Linked DNA regions of Mus musculus: regions 1 and 3 are each linked to region 2. The links are chromatin contacts, called in public targeted proximity ligation maps. All regions are on one chromosome and are shown on one strand. The core of a region is the stretch at or near the end of the contact, and the rest is flanking DNA. Distances in the headings are between cores, read along the strand shown.

Evidence for each region.
Region 1: a targeted proximity ligation map of bone marrow-derived macrophages shows a contact between it and region 2, with 4 times the contacts expected there. A contact is called at or near these places in 3 of 39 promoter capture datasets (the 3T3-L1 cell line, hippocampal neurons and stem cell-derived epiblast-like cells) and 2 of 130 datasets of targeted methods (bone marrow-derived macrophages and large pre-B cells).
Region 3: a targeted proximity ligation map of bone marrow-derived macrophages shows a contact between it and region 2, with 6 times the contacts expected there. A contact is called at or near these places in 3 of 484 Hi-C or Micro-C datasets (all in embryonic stem cells), 3 of 130 datasets of targeted methods (bone marrow-derived macrophages, embryonic stem cells and large pre-B cells) and 1 of 9 other capture datasets (embryonic stem cells).

The regions. Positions count from the first base shown.
Region 1 is chr19:31,994,790-31,998,923 of GRCm38.p6, reverse strand. Asah2 (N-acylsphingosine amidohydrolase 2) reads left to right here. Exons shown (of 24, transcript NM_018830.1): 22 at 3,523-3,582. Among named protein-coding and RNA genes, the nearest start is that of Asah2, 110 kb to the left of the region's middle.
Region 2 is chr19:32,635,449-32,639,190 of GRCm38.p6, reverse strand. Papss2 (3'-phosphoadenosine 5'-phosphosulfate synthase 2) reads right to left here. Exons shown (of 13, transcript NM_011864.3): 3 at 1,922-2,157; 4 at 799-937; 5 at 154-272. Among named protein-coding and RNA genes, the nearest start is that of Papss2, 17 kb to the right of the region's middle.
Region 3 is chr19:31,970,246-31,974,307 of GRCm38.p6, reverse strand. No RefSeq gene overlaps it. Among named protein-coding and RNA genes, the nearest start is that of A1cf, 100 kb to the right of the region's middle.

The DNA of each region.
Region 1 (4,134 bases), core at 1,099-3,598, 640 kb after region 2:
TGAGCAAGCCATGGGGAGCAAGCATCACTTTTCCACACTTTCTGCTTCAGTTCCCGACTCCAGGTTGCTGCTTTGAGTTTCCACTCTAAATTGCTCTAATGGTGGACTATGAAGTGAAAGTTTGAACCCCTTCTTCCTGAGGTAGTTTTTGGTCAGTGATTTACCACAGCAATAGAGAAGCAAGCTGGGCCATTGCTGACTTGGGATCCTTCATGTATATGTCCAGGGGTGGTAAAGCTGGATCATCTCATAGCCCCAGCCTTAGTTTCTGAGCAGTCTCAGTACTGATTTATATATTGGCTGCCTATGTGTGCATGCCCAATAGCAGGTGAGATGGGTTTCTCTTCCCCCAATTCTTGCCAGCAGTGGCTGTTGCTGGTTTAGTAACCAGTCCAACTGGCATGAGATAAAATCTCAATGTGGTTTTATGCATTTCTCTGACTGCTAATGATATTGAGTACAATATTTCTAGAGCAGTTTTCCTTCTTCCTTTCAGAACATTCTGGTCTACTCTTTAGCTCATTTATTGATTAGATGATTTGATTTTTGGTATTTAATTTCTGGAATTCTTCTATAGAGCCTAGATATGACTACAGAGTCAGATCTCGTGATGACTAATGTTAATTGTCAAATTTGAAAGAATTTAGAATCACCTAGGAGATGGGCCTCTGTGAATCCCCGTGGAAAATCATCTGGATCATGTTAATTGATGTAAAACCCAGCTTTTCTTTCTCTGATTTTAAACTTACTTACATACTGTATGTATGTATGTATGTATGTATGTATGTATGTATGTATGTATAGGAACTAGACATGTATTTTAGGAGAGACTAGTGTGGTATAATTCCCGGTAAAGTTTATCATTGAGGCATATAGTTCTACAAGCTTTTCTACTTCAATTAAATTCATTATTCAGTAATTTCATATGTGTCTAGAATGCATTCCAATTGTTCACACCCCACTGTCTCTTTATTTATTTATTTATTTATCATGTATTTTCCTCAATTACATTTCCAATGCTATCCCAAAAGTCCCCCATACCCTCCCCCCCCACTTCCCTACCCATCCATTCCCATTTTTTGGCCCTGGCGTTCCCCTGTACTGGGGCATATAAAGTTTGTGTGTCCAATGGGCCTCTCTTTCCAGTGATGGCTGATTAGGCCATCTTTTGATACACATGTAGCTAGAGTCAAGAGCTCCGGGGTACTGGTTAGTTCATAAAGTTGTTCCATCTATAGGGTTGCAGGTCCCTTTAGCTCCTTGGGTACTTTCTCTAGCTCCTCCATTGGGAGCCCTGTGATCCATCCAATAGCTGACTGTGAGCATCCACTTCTGTGTTTGCTAGGCCCCAGCATAGTCTCTCAAGAGACAGCTATATCTGGGTTCTTTCAGCAAAATCTTGCTAGTGTATGCAATGGTGTCAGCGTTTGGAAGCTGATTATGGGGTGGATCCCTAGATATGGCAGTCTCTAGATGGTTCATCCTTTTGTCACAGCTCTTATCTCCTTCCCACTCATGCCCATGGTGCCCCTCCCTGAAGGTCCTTTCCTATGCTTGTGTGTTTTTTGTTGTTGTTGTTTGATGTCCCACTGAGTTTAATTAGCACCATCTATGTGATCATGGATATAGAATTAGACAACAGATCCTGTTGGACACGCCAGTGGGTATATATCTGAAGATAAAGACTGATCATCACCCAGTCAATAAATAAATAGCCACTGGTTTAGAAGGAATGCGTGGGCCCTGTGAGAACCCACCCATTTCTCAATTGACAGTTGGCAGGTCCAGTCTTGTGCAGGTCCAGTGCGGCTCACAAGTCCACATTGCAATGGCTATGTCATACCCTGAAAATAGCATTCCACAGTCTCTTCCCTATCTTCTGGCTCTTACATTCTTTCTACCACTCCTTCTGCAATATTACATGAACCTTCCTGGGAAAGGTATAAATATCCTCTTTACAGCTAAGAACTCAGCTGTTTCTTTTTTTGTTTGTTTGTTTTTTGTTTTTGTTTTGTTTGTTTGTTTTGTTTTATTTTGTTTTGTTGTTTTTGTTTTTGTCTCAGCACCTTGAGCAGCCAAGACTTTGCCATACACCAGTCATTGTATAGAGAGGCTTCTCTGATTAAAACTAAGAGAAGCACTTGTCTATGCTTACTTACATCAGTGTTCTTGAAAGCAGTTTGACACACTGTCAATCTCGATGGTAGGCATGAACATTTTGGGGGAAGAGGATCCAGGTCTGTATAAAATGAAGAAAGAGAGGGGTTGAAGCGAAGATACAGCAGTGAGGAGTGTGCACTTCTCTTCTAGGGGCCATGAGTTTGGTTTCCAGCACCCATGACTGGTGACTCACAGCCACTTATAACTCCAGTTCCAGAGGAACTGAAGGCATCTAGCCTCTGTAGGCACCTACTCACATGCAGAGGGACAGACAAATAGACAGGCAGACAGGTAGGCAGACACACACACACACACACACACACACACACACACACTCACAATTAAAAATGAAATAAATCTTTAAGGAACCTCAGAGTGAATTGTGAGCCAGAGCAGGCTCTTTCTCCCTAAGGCTGTTTCTGTCCCATTATTTTATCATAGGAATAGGAAAAGAAACTAAGATAGCTATACAGTTGGCAAAGATTTGTTGCATCCTGTAAATGCCTCTTTACTCTGTGGATGGTTTTCTTTGCTGTACAGAAGAAACTTTCTAATTTCCTGCAATCTCATTTGTTAGTTTTGGGATTATTTCCTGTGCTGTTGGAGGTCTTTTGAGGCTGCCTTTTCTCCAGTTAATATGTTGACACCTTTGTCAATGATTGGGTGACTCTAGTTGTGTGTGTTTACTTCTGATTCCTCTGTGGTCTATGTGTCTATTTTAAGACAGGGCTCTCTCTGCAATATAAGTTGAAGCCATTTTCACGTGTTGTCACATTGAAAATTATAGCTCTGGATCTTAATTTGTTAGAATCTGCCTGTCTTAGTCAGGGTTTCTATTCCTGCACAAACATCATGACCAAGAAGCAAGCTTACATTTCTACATTGCTGTTCATCACTGAAAGAAGTCAGGACTGGAACTCAAGCAGGTCAGGAAGCAGGAGCTGATGCAGAGGCCATGGAGGGATGTTCTTTACTGGCTTGCTTCCCCTGGCTTGCTCAGCCTGCTCTCTTATAGAACCAAGACTACCAGCCCAGAGATGGCACCACCCACAAGGGGCCTTTCCCCCTTGATCACTAATTGAGAAAATGCCTTACAGCTGGATCTCATGGAGGCATTTCCTCAACTGAAGCTCCTTTCTCTGTGATAACTCCAGCTGTGTCAAGTTGACACAAAACTAGCCAGTATACTGCCAAAGTCAAATTCTTTGGATCTAATTCTTAACAAACTTAGAGGGAATCGCTTAATGAAATAGTGTGGAATGTGTACAGCATCTAGGGTGTTGGAACATAGCGCAGACAGTGCTTCCAATCTGAATAGAGAGGCTTAATCTAGACTTAATTCAATGCCGTTTTTATTTCCAGGGAGAAGTGGTTGAAGTTATATTTGTAGGCGCTAACCCAAAGAATTCAGCAGAGAACCAGGTGAGCATCGCTGTCTTCCACGTTTATACCAAGTTTCCCTTCATTTTACAGGAGACATCGCACATCCAAACATATATCAGGTTTTTTTTCTTTTTCTTTATTTGTGGAGGTGGGAAAATGTTCAGTGGGTACAGCTAGGGTGGAATTGGATGTAGAGATCAGAGCCCATGAAGATTTAATCAACTTCTTCTAGTGCCACATATAGAATAACTCCTCCATGACTACACTGCTTCCCCAGAAGTTATAAATTCAGAGACATTCTCATTTACATATTTAAATTTAGAACTTACTAAGTTTGTTAACTTATTGAAAGGGCCAAAAAAAAAAAAAAAAGGACATGGTTTCCCTGCCTTTTGGGGGACTTTCTAACCCCTCCAGCATTGCTCCCCAACTCTTGTGTTAAGATGGGATCACACACTGGAGCCTGCCCTGAGGTTCTGGCCCATCTGCTGTTTGTTATTTTACATTAATTATCCATTTTCATGTTCTTTACTCTTGGCACAATAAAATGTTTATTTATTAATCTTGAAAAACATATGGCCAATGTAAAAA
Region 2 (3,742 bases), core at 446-2,945:
ACTGAGATTGGCCAGGGAATAAAGAAACTCAGATTATCTTTCAACACACACACATGCACACGCACACACACATGCACACACACATGCACACGCACACACACACACACACACACACACACACACTGAACACACTGGCAAGAACCACCCTCCTACCTGCTCCTGCAAAAGTTCCACCACCTGTTGCACACAGTCGCTTACTGAAGACAGGTTGGTCTTCAGCACACACTCTGGAGTTTCAGGTTTCTCATAGTCAGAATCGATGCCTGTAAACCCTGCGGAGTATAAGATCTAAATCATATCTGTGTCTGTGGAAGAATGCTGTCAACCCAAGAGGCACAACATAGAATGCACTAATGTGTTAAGCTGAAAATGTGATTTGTAACTAAGACTTTGAACAGTCCATCCTTGACTCCCTGCTGTAGATAAGAAAGTGTAGATAAGAAAGATACAGCTGTATTTTCAGTATGGAAAGCCTTGTGTTAGTAATGACACCCGGCAGAAACCAAGCCTGCTGCTGCTGATTAGAATACAAAAGGGAAGGAAGGAAGAAATTCTGCGAGACTCATTCCTAAGTCTGAATTCATCTATCTGTCTGCTTTCTCTGAATGCCACTCCTTCTGCCTGAGGTGACAGTTCCTTCAAAGATAATCCTAAAAGGCCACGACCATTCTGAACACACTGAGCGTGTGCTTTCTGCAGCCGGGACAGAGTGTGTAGCTTCAGACAGATTTCTAAAGACAGAATCAGAAGACTGGCAGGGTCAGTAACTTTCAGAGGCGCTGCTGGCTACTTTCATACCTTTAATCTCTCCTGCTCGGGCTCGTTTGTAGAGTCCTTTTACGTCTCGGCTTTCACAGATATTTAAAGGCGCATCTACAAAGATCTCAAAGAACGGGAGTCCTGCTGATTCGTGGATTTTTCGGGCATTCTCACGATCCTGAAAGATCGTGTGTTTAAAAATATAAAAAGAGAGCAAGAGTGGAGGGGTATGCCCATAAACCCAGCACCAGGAAAGTAGAAGCAGGATGAAGAGATTCAAGGACAGCTTGGAAGGGGAGGGCCAGGCCTGAGTGAGCCTGACACTTGCTCTTTTTTGCATAAAATGCGGTATGAGGTTCTTATCAGTCAACAAAAGTGCTGATAACATGTTCTTGGGTTCTGCAGCCTCCAAAGTCATGCGCAGAATAAACCTCTAATCTTTATAAGTCACCACGTCTGGTATTTTGTTATAAGGGAAAAATGGATTAGGACAAAATTTCCTAATGAGATTCTTCATGGCAAAACACCGTGTACTCTTGAAGTTAATACCCTTGGGGTAACAGGAGGAGGTGAATAACTGACAGAGTCCTTTCACCAAGCCCAGAGATGTCCCTCTCATAGGCACACTGCCTGAAGGGAACTGCCGAACACAACTTCCCCTAAGAGCAGGGCTGAGCTCTTAACACAGCAAGGATTTGCTAGAAATATCCTGCTTTAGACCGGAGCAGGGATGCCCCGGTCAGTTCTGTCCCCTCTAAGCCCACAGAAGCCCGTGTTGTGCAGTGGACTTGCTCTGCTTGGGCTAGCTAAATATTCTTGTTCAGACGATCGAAATTACAGACTGGGAAGTTCTTGCTCAACTCTTTCAACTCTGACCACATGTCCCTGGTGACTGTCACCCATAACGGCCTCATGTCAACTGGGGGCACTGGCTTCTGGCAGTGAGGCAACTCTCTTTACATAACCAATAGAGGAAATGAGATGACCCGAAAGGAGAGAGGGAATGGATGGGAAAGTGAAAGTCTGGTGACTTTCTGATCCCCCACCCCCACCCCACCTCCCACTCCCCCGCCCCCCATCCCCACCCCGCTCCACTGGCCGAGGGCCACAGCCCAGGGAGGACTCGAGGATACCAGCTCCCGCCCTGGGCCAAATCTTTTACCTTTGCAAAAGGAGAGATAAAGCTGGTGATGCAAACCAGGCCGGCGTCGGCAAAGAGCCTGGCCACCTCCGCGATCCGGCGGATATTCTCTTCTCGGTCCCCCGCAGAGAATCCCAGGTTCTTATTAAGGCCATGACGGACATTGTCCCCATCCAGAGAGTAACATGGGATGGCGTGAGATACAAGGTACTCTTCCAAAGCAAAGCTTATGGTTGTTTTCCCAGCACCAGAGAGACCTGTTGAGAATAGGCAGGGAGACTAGGATGATAAGTGACCAACTCAGGAATGGTGGTGCATGCCTGGAACCTCCGTGTGGGTGCGGTGGAGACAGAATGATCAGGAGTTTGGGGCTAGTCTCTCAATAAACCAAAGTCCTCAAAAGATGAGAAACCATGAGGTAACCCGGTACCTTTCCACATAGCTAAACTCTTAAGAGAATGCTCTAGGCTTAAATGAAAACCATTAAAATCTAGAAAGAATACAAAGCCCAAGTGCTTGCATCTGTTTTATAGTTTGGAAGGTTTTTTTGTTTTGTTTTTGAGCAACCGAGGTTTGTCAATAGGGAGACCTGGGGTGGTAGATCCTGTGCTGTTTTACCTGCAAACACCTTAAAGATTAGGAAGTTCTTCATACAAATGAGATGCTGGCTGCTTTTGAGAAATCAAAGCTGTGGTGACAGCTGACCTACCTCTTCTGGTAGCACTTAGAGGAGACAGGGAGAGGTACCCAGAAGACTAGCAAGCTCACCCTCCCAACTCCCTGCAGATTTCACTGAACACCCTCTAGACATTAGACCCATCTGCTGCCCTTTGGCTGTGAGAGTTTTCAGAAAATGACTGTTAAAACACAGAGATGGTTGACCACGCTGACCGAGGCTGAGGAGTTCTGAGCTCTTAGGTGCCTGTGCCTTCTGAAAGACCCTTCATGTTTTATGTGCAAATGGAGTCAACGTGTCTGCCACACAGAACTCAATGTGGAAATGGGAAAACCAAAGAGAAAAAAAGGAAAAAGTAAAAGCAGAGAGAAGATGTACGTGTGTGTGTGTGTGTGTTTGCACATGCATGCACATACATGCATGCAAACAAGCGCAAGTGCATGTATGTGCTCATAGAAAAGGTAAACAATAAAGCTGGGACAGAGCTCAGGGCAAAGGAAACACGAAGAGGGAAGAGAAGAAATTAAATAGTCCCTAGGTTTTCAGTCTCGTTTTAAAGTCAAGAACTCTTGACTCTGACAGGGGAGCATTGAAGACATGGCCGTGGAAGGTTCTAATAATCTTTACCAAAATCACCACAGTTTCTTTTGAATTGATCTTGGTAACAGATTTCTCTTAGAGTTTATGTCAGCTGGGAGGTAATGGAAACAGGGACCTTGACTCTCAGGTGTGTCTTCTTGCAACATTATGATGAAATTAAATTTCCTTCCATTTGCCTCAGCTGTTGGAGAACAAAGGCCTCCCCTCAGTGTCCTCGGAGCTGGGCATTGGCTATCCTCTGGGACACGCTGCAGTACTGCTGTCTCGGCAGGGGGCAAGCTCTGGGATGAGTGCATTGATGTTGTATTTCATTCACCTCCACCCACAACAGCCGTGAGTCAGGGTCCAATATGTGCTAGCTCTTTATAAATCAGGGTATTGGGCTCAGAGAGGTTAAATCACTTGTGCAAAGCCACATAGCTGAGGCAGGTGGACTGGCTTCTCAAAGCTGAGCGTCTGCAGTCATTGGTTTCTTTTGGTCTACATCGCTGACATCAAACCTCTGAAGCACAGGCATAAAAGTAAATTTGGAAAAGGTGAAGAGAAGAAAAGTCAGAGGAAATAAA
Region 3 (4,062 bases), core at 1,453-3,952, 670 kb after region 2:
GTACTGAAGATTTCTGTCTCAGTGGGATTCCCTGGCTCTTTCATGGTAGTCCCTTGTTTGGGTGAGACTAACTACTGTCCTTAGTAAACACTGTGCAGACCAGCCCTGAGCTGCTGGCTCCATCTTTTGTAATGATTAATTAGTTACTGTCTCTATCAAGCTCCTCGGCTTCAAGCATTTTCTAGGACATTGGAACACTGGCGAAGGCTCTGGCTATGTCAGAATTCAAACTTAAAAGACACTTATAATAAAATAATACTAAAAGAGAGCACGCGGATCCATACACTAGACTAATGCTGGGATAGGGTGTGAGTATACAGGTTATGAGAACGCCAAAGCTCCAGGAGGTAAGTTCCTTTTGAAACTCTATGCCTCGTGAGTGCTCCTAGGCTTCTCAGCCTGTCAAGAAGACTTCACTGGAGGGTGCGTGGCAATCCCCCCTTTTTTTCCTTTTGTACCTAGAACCAGGTAGCATGTTTCAGGAAAAAGGAATCCTGCTGCAATTTCTGTTCCATCTTTGGTGCTTCTCCGTAAGAAGAGTCTAAGTTATATGGCTTCTTCATAGTTTGTCTAAGCCTTGATTTGTCTTGAGGTTGAATTTGGCTTTCTAAGCAGAAAGGTGTTCTTTTCAATGCCATGGTGGGCCAGAACTACACACAGGTGAGGCAGCATATCTCTAGAGATCTAAAATGTGTGAAAATAAGTTGGGGTCCTAGATGACATTTGGTGATATGGATGCTCAGCCAGCTGTGTGGTAAAAGTAGACAGATGGCTCGGGGCAGCTCCAGTGAGGATGGGACCTTGGACCTTAGACCCCAGCATCTGTGGCTAGCTCCCAAGTGAAATGTGGGATGTTAACCTTGAGTGATGACTGCCATGGAAATTAAGTGGAAAAGAAATAGTCCTCACAAGTATCATGTTTTCTGATACACTCTCTCTCCATTAAGTGTTATTAAGTGTATGGAAAGAAATTAGGCAAAAATTTGTTTTATTTCATAATCTTATGTAAGTATAAATAAGTTTAAAATATTAATACACCGTGAAAAACCACAAGCCAGAGAGACTCAAATAATAATTATTTAAAGGGATGCATGAGTCCGTATTGCTGAAATTAAATCACCATTGATTTGATTGCGGTTCTAGTTGCTCTTGCGGATTTTGAGTCTGCTTCTCTGTGTTATAGTGGGCTGTGATAGCTCACTTCCAGTGATTACTCTTTTCATTTGTACTGTTGTGAAACTTACATTTGAGCCAACATGGTGGCACCTGTTACTCCCTGCATGCCACAGAATACCAATTGCCTAAAAGCCCATCCTTGATGATGGGCTATGATGCAGAAGCATAGGATGAAGTAAACTCATCCCTTTCCCAACCCCAACTAGCTTTTGGCTGTGGTCTCTATCACAGCAATAGAAGCCATAACTAGGACATAAACCTACACCTTGGATGCTTCTTCAAAGCTCTGAGTCTTGTCTAGGATTTGACCTTGCAAGTCTATGGCAGGTATTGTAAATAGGTTTCATCTTTCGTGGTTTTCTTGACAGACATACAGCAGCTGCTTGTAGACGGGAATTAAAAGGGTTGAGGGATGGTGCTTGGGTCTGTGGGAACAATGGCTGTGATGGGAGAACATTGTTTCACGTGGGCAAGGCCTGAGTTAGGTTGTCCTTCTCCATCCATGGCATTGTGTAAATAACCTTTTTGAGACACAAGTTTAATGGCACATGTATAAGATCCGTTTTTCTAATACTAGAAACATTTTAAAAATAAAATTTTATCTTGTTAAGTTTTTTTCCCCCCTGGTTTTTTATCACTATCTATACAGTGGAAACAAAGACATATAAATATGAAAGACATTATTAAAGTTACAAATGCTGGATTTCAAATGGGTCAGATATAGGAATAGAATTTCCAGGAGGGACAGAAAACCATTCCGTAGACTGCATGACCCCATGTCCTACTCCAACAAACTAACCAGCTTCTCTCTCAGCAGGCAGACACCTCTGCTCAGGAGAGGGCAGAGAAAAGAGACACATTCACCCTAGCTAGGGTGCAATGCCTGCACACAAGCGAACTCTCCCTTTGCTGGATCTGCAGCGCCACCTACTGAGCCAGAAAGGAAGTGTATAGAGGCTTTGACGTGCACATGGGGACCCTGGAGGATATCGTTTTTTTTTTCTGAAAAGCGCATTTTTGCATATCATAATCTAGTTTATTTGCAAGGCAATGTTTTGATTGAACCCTTCTGAGAAGGTCTCACTGTTATTTTTAATTTAGTGTAGAGTATAATCATGCATGCTGACAATGTACATTAAATCATTTGTTTCTTTTCTTAGAATTAGTGTTTTAAATAAATAAAAAAAAAAACCCTGAAGGTTAAAAACTCAAAACCTCACTTCTGATGTCTTTCAAATTACAGAACTAAGGCACATTGTTTGAATGCTGTTCAGGAGATGATGAAGTCCGCGTGGGAGAAGGGAGGACAGCAATATTGGTTACGTTTTTATTTCAAGTTGGCATTTCATGCCATTGTTGATGTTGGTACCATGAAAAAAGAAACACACAATGATCCAAGAACTCTAGGAATTAGATTCTACTCAGGCTCTCTGTCTCTCTCTTTGTCTGTCTCTGTCTCTGTCTCTGTCTCTCTCTGTCTGTCTCTCGGATTTACATCACATGCTGAGATCACACAGGGTTTGAGGAACTGAAAGCCACACGTCTAAGTAACCTTTTCTAATTTAGTGTCCCTTAAATGTAGCTGGACTGGGACGATTTGTTTTCAAAGCATTTCCAACCATTGTCTCTGTCTTGCCAGGTAGGCAGTTGTGTATTCTGCATGTGTGCCCTGGTCTATACCTCATGGCAACCTCCTGATTTCTATCTCTACTTCACAAGAAGAGGAGACTGGAGTTGGGAGAGTGGACAGCTGGGTGCAAAAGGCACAGTTAGAAAATGTAGGCTGGAATGAAAGAGACGGCATGTCTGGTTTGTAGGACCAGTTTGCTCCTGTCATGCCACACAGCTGATCAGAGGGACAACACAAAAGCTTATGTTACAGAAATAAGCAACTTCATCTTGGATGTTGGAAATCGTGTGTCCTACCTGTAATGAATGAAAAAAAGGTGGCTTATGTCTCACTCCACAGCAGCAGTCCATCTAGCTTCTCCTAAAGCCAGGACATTCTCTTGAAATTTCTCTCTCTCCGTGTCTCTCTCTCTCTCTGCCTCTGTCTTTCTCCTTCCCTCTCTGTCTTTATCTCTGTCTCCCTCTCCCTTACTTTCTCCCTCCTCTCATTCTCTCCCTCTCTTCCCCCTCCTCCCCTTCCTCCCCCTCTTCCCCTCTCTCCATCTCTCTTGCTCCTCTATCTTTTCTCTCTCTTTTTTTCTCATTTTCTTTCTTAGAAAAAAGTTTCTGTAGCAGTAAGGATGAACCCAGTGGTTTTTGCATGCTGGGCAATCATTGTACCCCTGATCTGAATTGCTAAGCTTCCTGAGAGATTCTGAATAAGGTATAAGACACATTTCCTCTGGTCCCTTCCCATGTCTATGCAATGCTCCGGGCTTCTTAGCTATGAAAGTGAGATTTAATTCACTTTAATTCTCTGTGATTCCACTTTCAAACATACTGTCCCGAAGAGACCACATATTATGAGCTTTGTCAGTAAGAAGTGAATATAAAAGAACAGATAATCCCGGAAGGAATGGCTGGATGCCTGACCTATGATGTAAAATATATTTCGGGGATGTCTCAGCTCTTGTCTGCTTTCCCACAGCCATGCATAAACTGCCTACCCCAGTGTATCTCTGGTTATCTTGCATTTCCTGCAGCTTTGCATCAACCACACTTACATTATTCCCCTTCGGACATTAATACAACTCAATAGCTGCTGCCCAAAGCTGCTATCCTTGTAGGAAGTGAGTGTCTCCAAATTTCTTCAAATACTTGAGACATTGAATTATTGTGGTTATTGCTGCCTTCAGGGTATCTTTGCAGGTTGGTAGCAGAGAACTCTTTGGTAGTGAGGAGGTTGCCACCTGTGTGAGGGACAAGCTGTGCTCCTCT